Regions from separate parts of the Mus musculus genome. Here region 1 is linked to region 2. Evidence: chromatin contacts called from public Hi-C data. All regions are on one chromosome and are shown on one strand. The core of a region is the stretch at or near the end of the contact, and the rest is flanking DNA. Distances in the headings are between cores, read along the strand shown.

Region 1 (5,084 bases), core at 1,497-3,996, 200 kb after region 2:
CCAGCTCTTCTTTATTGTGATGATTCCCCATGCGAGGCCACACACGCCTCTCGCATGACAGCTTGTCCTCTATACTCCAGAGTGTTCTGAGTACTTCACACATACCAAGTACTCAGTAAATATTTGCTGGAGGAATAAATCACTTTCTTTGGAGGGTAATGTTCCCAAGTGCGGGATGAGCCACTTGGAAAGCCAATTCTATAAACAACCTCTCAGAAGTGCTGAATAGCTCTCCGCCTTTTCCTGGACAGATGTGCCACAACCCCACTGAGAAGAACGTGCTACTTTATTGTGCTTAGAGGGCTGTCCAAACCTCACAGCTGTGCCTAGGACAGATGCCACTAAGGCAGGGCTAGCCCTGCATTCTAAGGAATGAACTGAGAGCCAGGCTTGCCTCTGCTGATGACAATGGGGCCTTGGTATAAGGTCAGATGCCTGCACCTGCATCCAGGCTTCCCAGGTACCAGATGCAGCCTTTAGTTAGGACCCCATTGCTACAGATGCAAATTGAGGGGTGTCTCTCCCAAGTTTCTAGAGCTATGCTTTTTTTTCTGTACTTAGTGTTCTGCCTGTCTAGTATCTATGCATTGTGGTCAGTCTCCTTTACTCCCATGATACCCATTTCCCTCTTCTCGTTCTCTCTCTCTCTCTCTCTCTCTCTCTCTCTCTCTCTCTTTCTCTCTCTCTCTCTGTATGAATGTGTGCCACATGCATGCAATGCCCTCAGAGGCCAGAAGAGGGCATTAGGACCAATGAAACCACAGTTACAAGTCCTTGTTAGCTGCCTGATGTGGTCCCTATCAGAGCAGTAGTGCTCCGAGGTGCTAAGTCATTTCTCCAGGCCCTCTTTGTTAAGTCCCTGGAAGTGAGGCAGCTTAGGTTTTGTCACTCTAGACCCACGGATTTGGTAGAGATGCTGGCTTTGAGTCTTGGTTTTTCTCCTTAGTGGCTGTGTGCCTTCAGGAAAGGGGCCTGACTTCTCCATGTACATAAGTGGATGCTCACAGTCAGCTATTGGATGGATCACAGGGCAACCCAATGGAGGAGCTAGAGAAAGTATCCAAGGAGCTAAAGAGATCTGCAACCCTGTAGGTGCAACAACATTATGAACTAACCAGTACCCCGGAGCTCTTGATTCTAGCTGCATATGTATCAAAAGATGGCCTAGTCAGCCATCACTGGAAAGAGAGGCCCATTGGACACGCAAACTTTATATGCCCCAGTACAGGGGAACTCTAGGGCCAAAAAGTGGGAGTGGGTGGGTAGGGGAGTGGGGGGGGAGGGTATGGGGGACTTTTGGGATAGCATTGGAATTGGAATTGAGGAAAATACGTAATAAAAAAAAAAAGAAAAGAAAAGACCTAAAATGCAAACAAAACAAAACAAAACAAAACACAAAAACAAAAACAAAAAACTTTCTTCCAAGCAGGGTTAGCGGTAGCACTAATTTCATAGGGTGGCTGTGAAGCTTCAGGTTGTCCCTGGCCCTTGGTAAGCACTTTGTAAAACATTTCTTACTTACTGATCACCCACAGAAGAAGCCAGTGTTGGGAGAATAGAAAGCATGCTGGAGGAACCCTGCACCTCGGCCCGGAAGATGGAGAGAGTCACTATGCCCCATCCTACCACTCACTCTTTAGAGACACCTGGCTGTCCAACCTCAGAGGCAAACACTGACCAAGGCTGAGATGGAGAGTGTCCACCTTCTTGGAAGGGATGAAGGTAGTTGGCAGGGTGATGTCACAAGGATATCATGTAATGTTTCTCTTGTGGGATACAAAGATTTACTAGGCGAATGATGAAGGCGAATGATGATGTAATATCTGAAGAATGAGCCAGAGATGTTCCCTGGCCCTCTGACTGGCCCGTTTCCCAGCCAGTAAAGGCGGGTATGAGGTTATTTCCTAATGTGGATGTTTCATAACACACACACACACACACACACACACACACACAAAGAAACAAGATCTACATTACATAGGATTTCAAAGGTGTAGTTCCCAGGAGTCTGGAAGGAACTTAGGACATGGTGGAGCTATTGAAAACAAGCCAGACCTGCTGCAAATCCCATCAAGAGTTGGGTGGGAACTCAAGGGAAGGGTGAAGAGTGTGCAGGTGTGCAGGGCTCTGTGTGGTTGTGAAGGCTGCAGGCCTCCCTTTTCTAGAAAGAACCTGCCATCCAGCCGGGGGAAGTGCAGTTGGTCCATAGTCTGTGGCAACAGCTAGTGGTGTGCCCAGGCTCCTGTATTTCTAGGTAGCTCTCACCAACACAGATGGAACACCACTGGAGTCCCGGGACTCGGCTCTTGTGCGCTTTGTAGGACTCTTCCTGTGAACAGCTGTTGGTTTGCAGTTTCAGAATGAGTTGGAGGAGAGTTTATTAAATCTTCACAGCTGCCCGAGGCTTTTGTCCCATTGTATCTCCACTTCAACAAACCTCTTACAGGCCTGACTTTAGTTCACTCTCTGCTTCTCAGGTCTCCAGAAAGGAGTAGCTTAAAGATGGAACTCTGGCATCTCCACCCAGGAAGGTAGATTAGGACAATCCAAGGCAAAAAGAAGGTGTTCCCCATAGCTGGGCTGGGTTTTGTTGAGGCAGGCAGATTCCCTAGGAGAAATGGCTTCTGGTTTCTGCAGGAACCTGATTTCTGAGCATCTCTTAGCCTGGTACGGTCTAGTGTTCAGAGGGTCAGGGCACAAGCTGAGAGCATCGTTAGAACCAAAGAGGCCTGAGGCCAGGAATGAGGATTGACTGAAGCCATCTGCATGTACCAGACCAGATGGCCTTGTGGATATTAGCCAACACCAGCAAGGATACAGGAAGACTTTTCCCACTGCCACCATTTAAGGCTATCTTAGAGCCCTGCTGAGGAGTGGCAAAGATTGTTTCTATCTCAAAATGCTAATGCTATTAGCTATTTTAGAAACTAATGCTATTAGCTGTGCTAATGCTATTTTAGAAACATAAAAATTAGATTCTCTTTGTTTACCTGAGTTTGTGGCATGGGATTTACCTGGCAATATCTGAGGGGCCAGGGGCTCCTGGAGGTCAAGGGTGCACACAGTCACTCCCATGGCAGTGCACAGGTCCTTTCCAAACAGCTCTGAGTCCTGTCTGCTGGCCCTAGAGAGGTATCCCATGTGAGGCTGAAGAGCTGTGGGGAGGTGGCAGCTGCTGGGTTGCTGTTACACATGGCAGATTGCAGAAAGGCAAGCCAAGAGCTAGAGCTGCGGGAGGCTCAAGGACACAGCAGCAGGACCTGAAGAGATGCCACTGACTCTCTTCATGAATGCAGGCGGCAGCATCATCGCAGTGGGAAGCCAGGCCACAGAGCAGGGAAGCAACTTCAGCTGGTCCTGCAGGTTGGCCCCAGGAAAGCAGGGATGAAGCAACCACAGGCAGGAAGGATGTGAGGTCCCGGTGAATTCTGTGGCTCCTCCTCCAACTGCATCTGGATGAGGGATTGAGGGTATGTGTTCATCTCCTAATCCCTGGACCAGAGCAGCCATGTGGAGCCCTCAACGTCCCTGTGAGAGCTTGGCTCTAAGAATGACAGACCAGTGCATGGGCGGGTGTCTTCCAGGTTTTACTTCTCTTTGTCACATGCATATGAGTTCATTCCCTCCTGCCTTTCCTTCTGTGGCCTCTGCTTGCTTCACTCCTCCCTCTTGTTTCAAAGGTAAAATCTAAGCATCCGCAGCCAGGCATCCAGGGGCTCCCTCCACCTCCTGCTAAGGTGGTGCAGTGACCCTCTTCCCATGAGCCTCACCACTGCCTGGCCCTGAGTGGGGACTTGCCCAGGGCCTTCTCCACTGCCTTCATCTTTCAAATGTCCTCTGTCCTTGTCAGAATCCCCTGTAGCTTCATCTTCTCCATGAAGCTCTTTGCCTCTATCTGCCTATCTTCTTCTCTCCCAACACCCCCCAAACCCTGCTCCCAAATACCCAAGTCTAACCTGCTTTTCATCGCTAACTCTGCCCTACGAAACACCAAAGAATCACCTCTACCTCCCATCTTTACCATACCTCAACATACTCCTCAATTTTTAAAATCTAAAGTAAAATTAACAGCAATATTAACAATCAAGCACTAATCTCTGTTTACCACTGGAGGACAGCATCCCAAATCTGAGTATTTATGATTTCAAAATTGATTTTAAATGAAGAATTCTCATAACGGGGATAAAGTCACCTTCATGAGGAATTGGTATGCACCTGGTCATATTTTGCTAGTCCCATTCGCAAACACTCATCCCAAGTGGGGAGAAGAGATTTCCTTTGCATTTACCCTGCACTGTGCTGGCTATTTGTAACATCTGCAGAGACATCTGGATAATTTCATTTTCATAAGCATGGAGATATTTGTGGCTGTTTGGATAAGTTCAAGACGAGGGAGGAAGACACATTATTACAAGCTCATGGAGAAACAATTTGTATGAGCAGCAAGGGAGGATTTTCAGTGAGGTTCTTCTGGGATGACTGGCCGGGATGGGTGAGGGGCGGGGGTCTGACTCTGGACTCCAGCAAAAGAAGGAGGCTCTCTGGATACAGGTTTTATCCATTCTGCTGGATGTTAAGAATCCTTGGGTGTTGGGGATGATGGCCCAGTTGTTTGCTGTGAAAGCATGGAGACCTGAGTTTGAATCCCTAGCACCCAGGTAAGATGCCAGACACAGTGGCATATATATATGCCTGTAATTCCAGTCCAAGGGAGGTAGAGACAGACAGATCTCTGGAACTTGCTGGTCAGCCAGCCAACCTAGCCAAATTGATAAGTTTTATGTTCAGTGAGAGACCCTGTCTCAAAGACGAGGAGAAATCAAGGAAGATACCTGATGTTGATTTCTGACTTCCACAGGCACAGGCACACGCACACGCACGCACGCGCGCGCGCGCACACACACACACACACACACACACACACACTACACATGTGTGTGGGGGGGGAACTCTCAGTCTGCATTCTGGGTATGAAACTGAGTGATGGGAGAGGGGTCTGCAAGGTAACCCAGCTCTTGGCCAGGAAGTGGTAGGGCACACAGGGTTCCCCCCCCCGCCCCCGCCACACACACACAGGCACCATG
Region 2 (5,795 bases), core at 1,855-4,354:
TAAGTTATAGCCTTCCTGGAATAGCCAGCAGTCAGGAAGTTCAAGTGAATATATCATAGATAAAGACTTCTTTGCAGTTCCAGTTTTCCTGTTTTATTTTTTATTTATTTATTTTTTTAATCAGGGACTTTGATAATAAGTCAAGGTTATTCAAATGGACAGATAGACTGACCGACAGACAGACAGGCCAAGTGATCCTGAAATTGAGGTTAAGGTTTTAGCTTTCCAGTCCCTTGATTCAGTCTCAGATCATTTGATCTGTTCTAGTCTCTGATGTTAAGGGCAGGCTTCCAATTCTCAAAGCCTGGGTTTCTCCACATTAGGCTTCAGCCAGAACAATGAGGAGATCTCGGTGGTTCCCACTCAGAAGGGCTGAGGTTTGGCAATGTTGGCAAGTGGGCTCAAGCAGCGCTATTTTGCCTGGACTCTTTATAATAGATGGTGGCTTTTTTTTTGTGTGTGTGGTACAGGCAACTCTATGATATAGTTTGGAGGTTGAGGGGACTAAGCTCTAGGAGGCTAGGAGGAGGAGAGGGGCCAGGATGACCACAGAGTCAGAGAAGGTAGTATGAGTACCATTGACAAGCATCAGAACAATATTGTCAGAATTACCATGATGAGCAGAATGAATCTATATCTATCTATCTATCTATCTATCTATCTATCTATCTATCTATCTATCCATCCATGCCAACGAGGAGGATATCCAAGTACTCAAGGCGATAAGACCAATCTTTCAGAGAAGAAAACCATTAAAAGAGGGAGGCCAGAGATTTTCCTACCATTTGTAAATGAGGGCTCATCAAACCCGATTCACTAGTCTGTGAGAGCCCTTAGTTATGCTGCCTTTCTACTGGTGTGTAAATCAAACTCATCTGTAATGATGGAGATGTAGGTCCTCTGAAGGACTGTGTGTTCCATGAGACTCTGTGCCTGAAGTACTCTTCACTGCAGTTAGGCTTCCACTCAGAGGTAGCTTTGATATCTGTTGTGGTTAATGGTGTGATTTGAGCCCTTTCAACTAAGCCCGTCATTGGCTTTGAATACATTGTGGCTGGTTCAGATCCAATGACACTTGGATCTGAGCAGAGTTATACAGCTGGTGTCTAACTGACATCCACACAGGGACACTTGCTTCTTGTGATGTGGGTACTAATGTCCCTTTTCATCGGTTAGCAGGCCCATTAAATAGCTAGGCAGGCAGCTTGGTGTCTTCTAGGTTTTCAGATCACTGGAACATTAGGCTAAGTCACATATATTTGTTTAAGACGTTAGTCTTTTTCCTAGGCCTTGGGGTCTCAGGTTACCTTCAGTGGAATTGCCAGATGGGAGGTGATTTGGGATCCTTGAGGAATTGCAAGGGGCTTCAATTTTTTTTTCATACAATGTATTTTGGTTATGTTTTTCCTCCTGCCCCAATTTCTCCCAGACTCTCCCCACCTCCTTATCTACTTAATTTTATAATCATTTTCTCAAAACAAAACAAAACAAAAACAAAAACAAATTCAGGAGAAACAACGCAACACATACACTCATGCAGGCGTGCGCACCACACACACACACAGACACACACACACAGACACACACACACACACACACACAGACACACACAGACACACACACACACAGACACAGACACACACACACACACACACATACACACAGACACACACAGACACACACACAGACACAGACACACACACACACACACACACAGACACACACACACACATACACACAGACACACACACATACACACAGACACACACAGACACACACACAGACACAGACACACACACACAGACACACACACAGACACACACAGACACACACAGACACAGACACAGACACACACACAGACACACACACAGACACAGGCACACACACAGACACACACACAGACACACACACACAGACACACACACACAGACACACACAGACACACACACACACACAGACACAGACACACACACAGACACACAGACACACAGACACACAGACACACACACACACACACACACACACACACACACACACACACACACACAACCAAGAAACAATAAAACCCCCACAAACCACAAAAAATGAAAACCAAAACAATCAAAAGACCAGTAAGGCAAAAATGCCAAAACAAAACAAAACGAAACAAAACATTTACAAGATTACCATTGAGTTTATTGTGTTGGCACCAGGCCTGCCCTATAATGAGGTTAATAGACTCAGTGAGGATTCATTGCCGAAAACTGATTTTCCCCAAGGGGCTTTTGAAAAGATTGTGTGGAACACTCATAACTCCCCTTAGGTTATGTACGAGTCATAAGGTGAATGTGATGGAAGTTCTAGGTTTTCTTTCTAGAGAAACTTGGCAACATTTATCTATCTTCTGGGAGGTCTCTGTGTTAATCAGCCTCTCTTTGCTGTTACAAAGTATCCAACATAAATAAGGTAAAAGGAATGCCCATGCGCCATTGCTTTCAAGCCGGTGTTAGAGCAGAAATGTGGAAGAGCGCATCAGAGGAAGGGGTCCCAAGGACACCCTTGGTATGCTTCCTCTTCCTGCTTGATGCAGTTCAGCGCAGTGATCTTTCAAGCTCTGTGCTGAAGGCAGGCATACAACATATTCTTCAAAGGCATGCTCGCTGACTTACTTCTAATAGGGCCCCATCTCCCAAGAGCCCATTCAACATAAACTTGTCAGTGCTCAACCCGATGATGACGTCAGTGCCTTCTTCATCCAATAGTACCGCTAGCTGGGGATCAAATCGTCAACAGGCCAGTCTCTTGAGGGCTGGGATGACTCTTCCTATCCAAATCCTGACAGCCTCCAGGGAGTGAGCCCATGACTGATAGAACAGCTTTGGGAAACTGCCTGGCATTCTCGGGGAGAGGCAGTCTCTTTCTGGGGAGGCAGCTCCAGGCAGCATCCCCTCCTGGGCTATAGCTAAGCGAGAAAAATCTGAGCACTTTTCTCATCAAGCTCAAATCAACTGCGGGAAGCCTCAGAGGGGCCTTCTCTGTGCTTTCCTCGTCATCCCCATCTCGACAGTCCTACAGGTTCTGAACGTTAATCAGTGTCATCGCGAGTCTGCTGATGTTACGAAGAACTTAATTGGTTCTTTGGAGGAAAATGAGTCACCATCAGGAGAGTAAGCTGCAGGGCAGGAACACACAAGGGGAAAGGGAAATGAAACCCGCACGCGGAAAAGATCAAGTGTGCCCTTACGCTTCTCCTCGGCTGCAGTCCCAGATGAGCCCACTTTTGCTGATGGGGCTTAAAGAGGTTTTCAGAACCATGGAGACAAAAGGTATTGCCTACTCCTCCCCCCACCGCCTTTGTTTCCCTCTCTCCTTTTCTGCATGTGCAGCCATATCCAGTGGAGGGGGAAGGGGACAGACCATCCACCCGACTGTCAGAGTTGATCATTGCTGACCTTATCAAAACACAGAATCAATACGCTCTCCTCCCAGTAGCCCAGAAAAATCATAAAGAGTTTGGACTGAAGCAATTTGAAGTGCAGAATCCCTTGAATCAGAAGACCAGCCAGTAAATTGTTGGGCCTCCGAATCCTTCCATGCCCTTCCTCAGAGTCGGACAAGACCAACAGCATCACTTGAGATCCTGTTTCCGGGTGGAGAGGACTCCAAAGAAGCTTTTGACCATCAAGCCCACCTCATAGAGAAGTGGTATTTTAGGTTTGTGGTAGCAGGGTGCTTTTGAAGGAAGCCTGAAGGAGGGTGATAACTAGAAGCTGGGACAGAGGCCTTCCCCCTCTCCAGCACCTCTCAGGAGAGCCTCTCCAGGCGTGACCCTGGACAACTCTACAGCCTGTCACATTTGGAAAGCCAAGCCGTGCCATGCCTCTTTCCCATTTCTTTGTTCTTTTAAAAAATGTTTTCTCCAGTTTACTTTCTCATTCCTTTTGATTTATGTTCCCCTCTTCCTCTTTCTCCTCTTCCTCCTCTTCTCTCCTTCCTCTCCCTCCTCTTCCTCCTCTCCCTCCTTCTCTCCTTCCTTTTCCTCTTCCTCCTCTTCCTATTCCTCCTCTTTCTCTTCCCCCTCTTCCTCTTCCTCCTCTTTCTCTTCCTCCTCCTTCTCTCCTGCTTCCTCCTCCTCTTCTTCCTCCCCTTCCTATATGCAGTACGAGTGCTGATACTGATCTTGACAGCATGCATCCTTATCTCTGGAGTCAAGTCATTGGCCCTCCAGCTGGTGTTTAGCATTGCTACCTACACAGGAACATTGTAGCTAGTCCTGTGGCCCTAAAGATCTGTGGTTGAGCTGTTTCTTCCCAGACCTCAGTCCTATTTTCACAGGGCCTTGCCCTTGGACATTTGGTACCCTCCCAAAGAACTTTATATTTGCCTTAGAAAATAAAAACAACTGTTCATGTTGTGCTTTATTGTTTGTTTGTTTGCTTGACTGTCTCCTCTTATGCAAGCAATTTGTCTGCTCCACAAACAGTTATCTTTGCCAGGTATGGGAAAACACCAGGCACAACACAGGTGAATTCTGGCCCTCATTGAGCCATGAAGAAGGTTGAATGACCGACAGAGAAAGCCCATATCAAACAATCTCGAGGAACGGCATTTAGAAAGACCAGAGTCCAGTGACTGAAGCGTGGTTAAGGACTTGATATTTTATTTTTGTCATAGAGCGAGTCTGGACCTGGGAGGAGAGAAAAATAGCCAGAAACGGCAACATCTTGTTTGTCAAGCGTGGCTCGGGTAGAGGTCCCAGAGGGTCAGGCTGCTGCAAGGACAGCATGAGTGGGGAGCTTGCCATCCACAGGGCTCATCCAAGGGCAAGGCTACAAGTGCTCTGCCAGCTGTTCTCGCCTGTCATTGCTGTGGACAGACACAAGTCTTGGGACTCATGGCTGCCAATGCTGGGGGCAAGGGAACACTTATCAGGAGAGTGTACAAGGACCCATAGTGACAGGCAGGCCCTGGTGCCAACTTTATTAATTGAAAGGAATGTAATCCACCTGATGTTTAAAAAATCACATGGGCCAATGAACAGAAACCTGAGCAAGCAGCCAAATAGGGTGGATGAAGCCAGACGGGTTGGTGTTCTCTGTATGGATGGAGAAAGTTGAGTGGGGGCAGGAGGAAGTGACAGCCTGGGCCACTAGTCACAGAGTCACTAGTGTGTGGAACCCACACCTATGATGCCAGACTGATGCCTCTGTCCCCTGCGCAAGCTAATGTGTCCCTTGGTAGATGAGCCTGCCCACATGCATGCCAGCTGTCAACATTTCCTGGCAGAGCAGTAGGACCAGCCCCTTGGAGCAGAGGAGCACTGGTGCCTGACCTCTATTCTCTGACTCTCACTCCCCACACAACTAGGCTCCAAGACTGGGGTATTCTGGGAAATTCCCCATGCTCCAAGATGTCATCAAACTGCAGATGAGGAGCAAGGGATGTGCCCACGGCAGGCACCAGCCACAGATGGCCCCAGCATCTAAATAAGCGTTTCATTAGTGTAGAACCTGGGGAAAAAATGGAGCAGGCTATGGGTAAACACAAATGAGTATGGAAAGTCAAGTTTAAATCCTGCTAGTTATGTTCGGTGCCTTCATAAAAATAAGCAAAGCACGCTCTCTCTCTCTCTCTCTCTCTCTCTCTCTCTCTCTCTCTCTCTCTCTCTCTCTCTCTTAAAGGGGCCACACTGTTAGCTGCAGTGCTCCTCCAGCTCTTGTCGAGTTATAATGTGGTCAGTCAGGGCTGGGCTCCACATAGCCTTTATATGCCTTCTCCTGTCATACCAAAATGGGCTCTCTCATCCCACAACTGTG

The links. A called contact is a pair of places that touch in the nucleus more often than the background predicts.
Region 1: a Hi-C map of the N1E-115 cell line shows a contact between it and region 2, with 1.9 times the contacts expected there. The contact joins two enhancer-like sites. A contact is called at or near these places in 4 of 484 Hi-C or Micro-C datasets (the N1E-115 cell line, adipose-derived mesenchymal stem cells, cerebellar granule neurons and 1 more).

What each region holds. Positions count from the first base shown.
Region 1 is chr9:101,610,920-101,616,003 of GRCm38.p6, forward strand. No RefSeq gene overlaps it. Among named protein-coding and RNA genes, the nearest start is that of Gm24638, 220 kb to the left of the region's middle. Within about 2 kb of position 2,747, at least 7 of the 459 cell types and tissues checked have an H3K27ac peak or open chromatin away from gene starts, as enhancers often do. A contact at or near this core is called in the N1E-115 cell line, where this site is marked.
Region 2 is chr9:101,408,332-101,414,126 of GRCm38.p6, forward strand. No RefSeq gene overlaps it. Among named protein-coding and RNA genes, the nearest start is that of Gm24638, 18 kb to the left of the region's middle. Within about 2 kb of position 3,105, at least 11 of the 459 cell types and tissues checked have an H3K27ac peak or open chromatin away from gene starts, as enhancers often do. A contact at or near this core is called in the N1E-115 cell line, where this site is marked.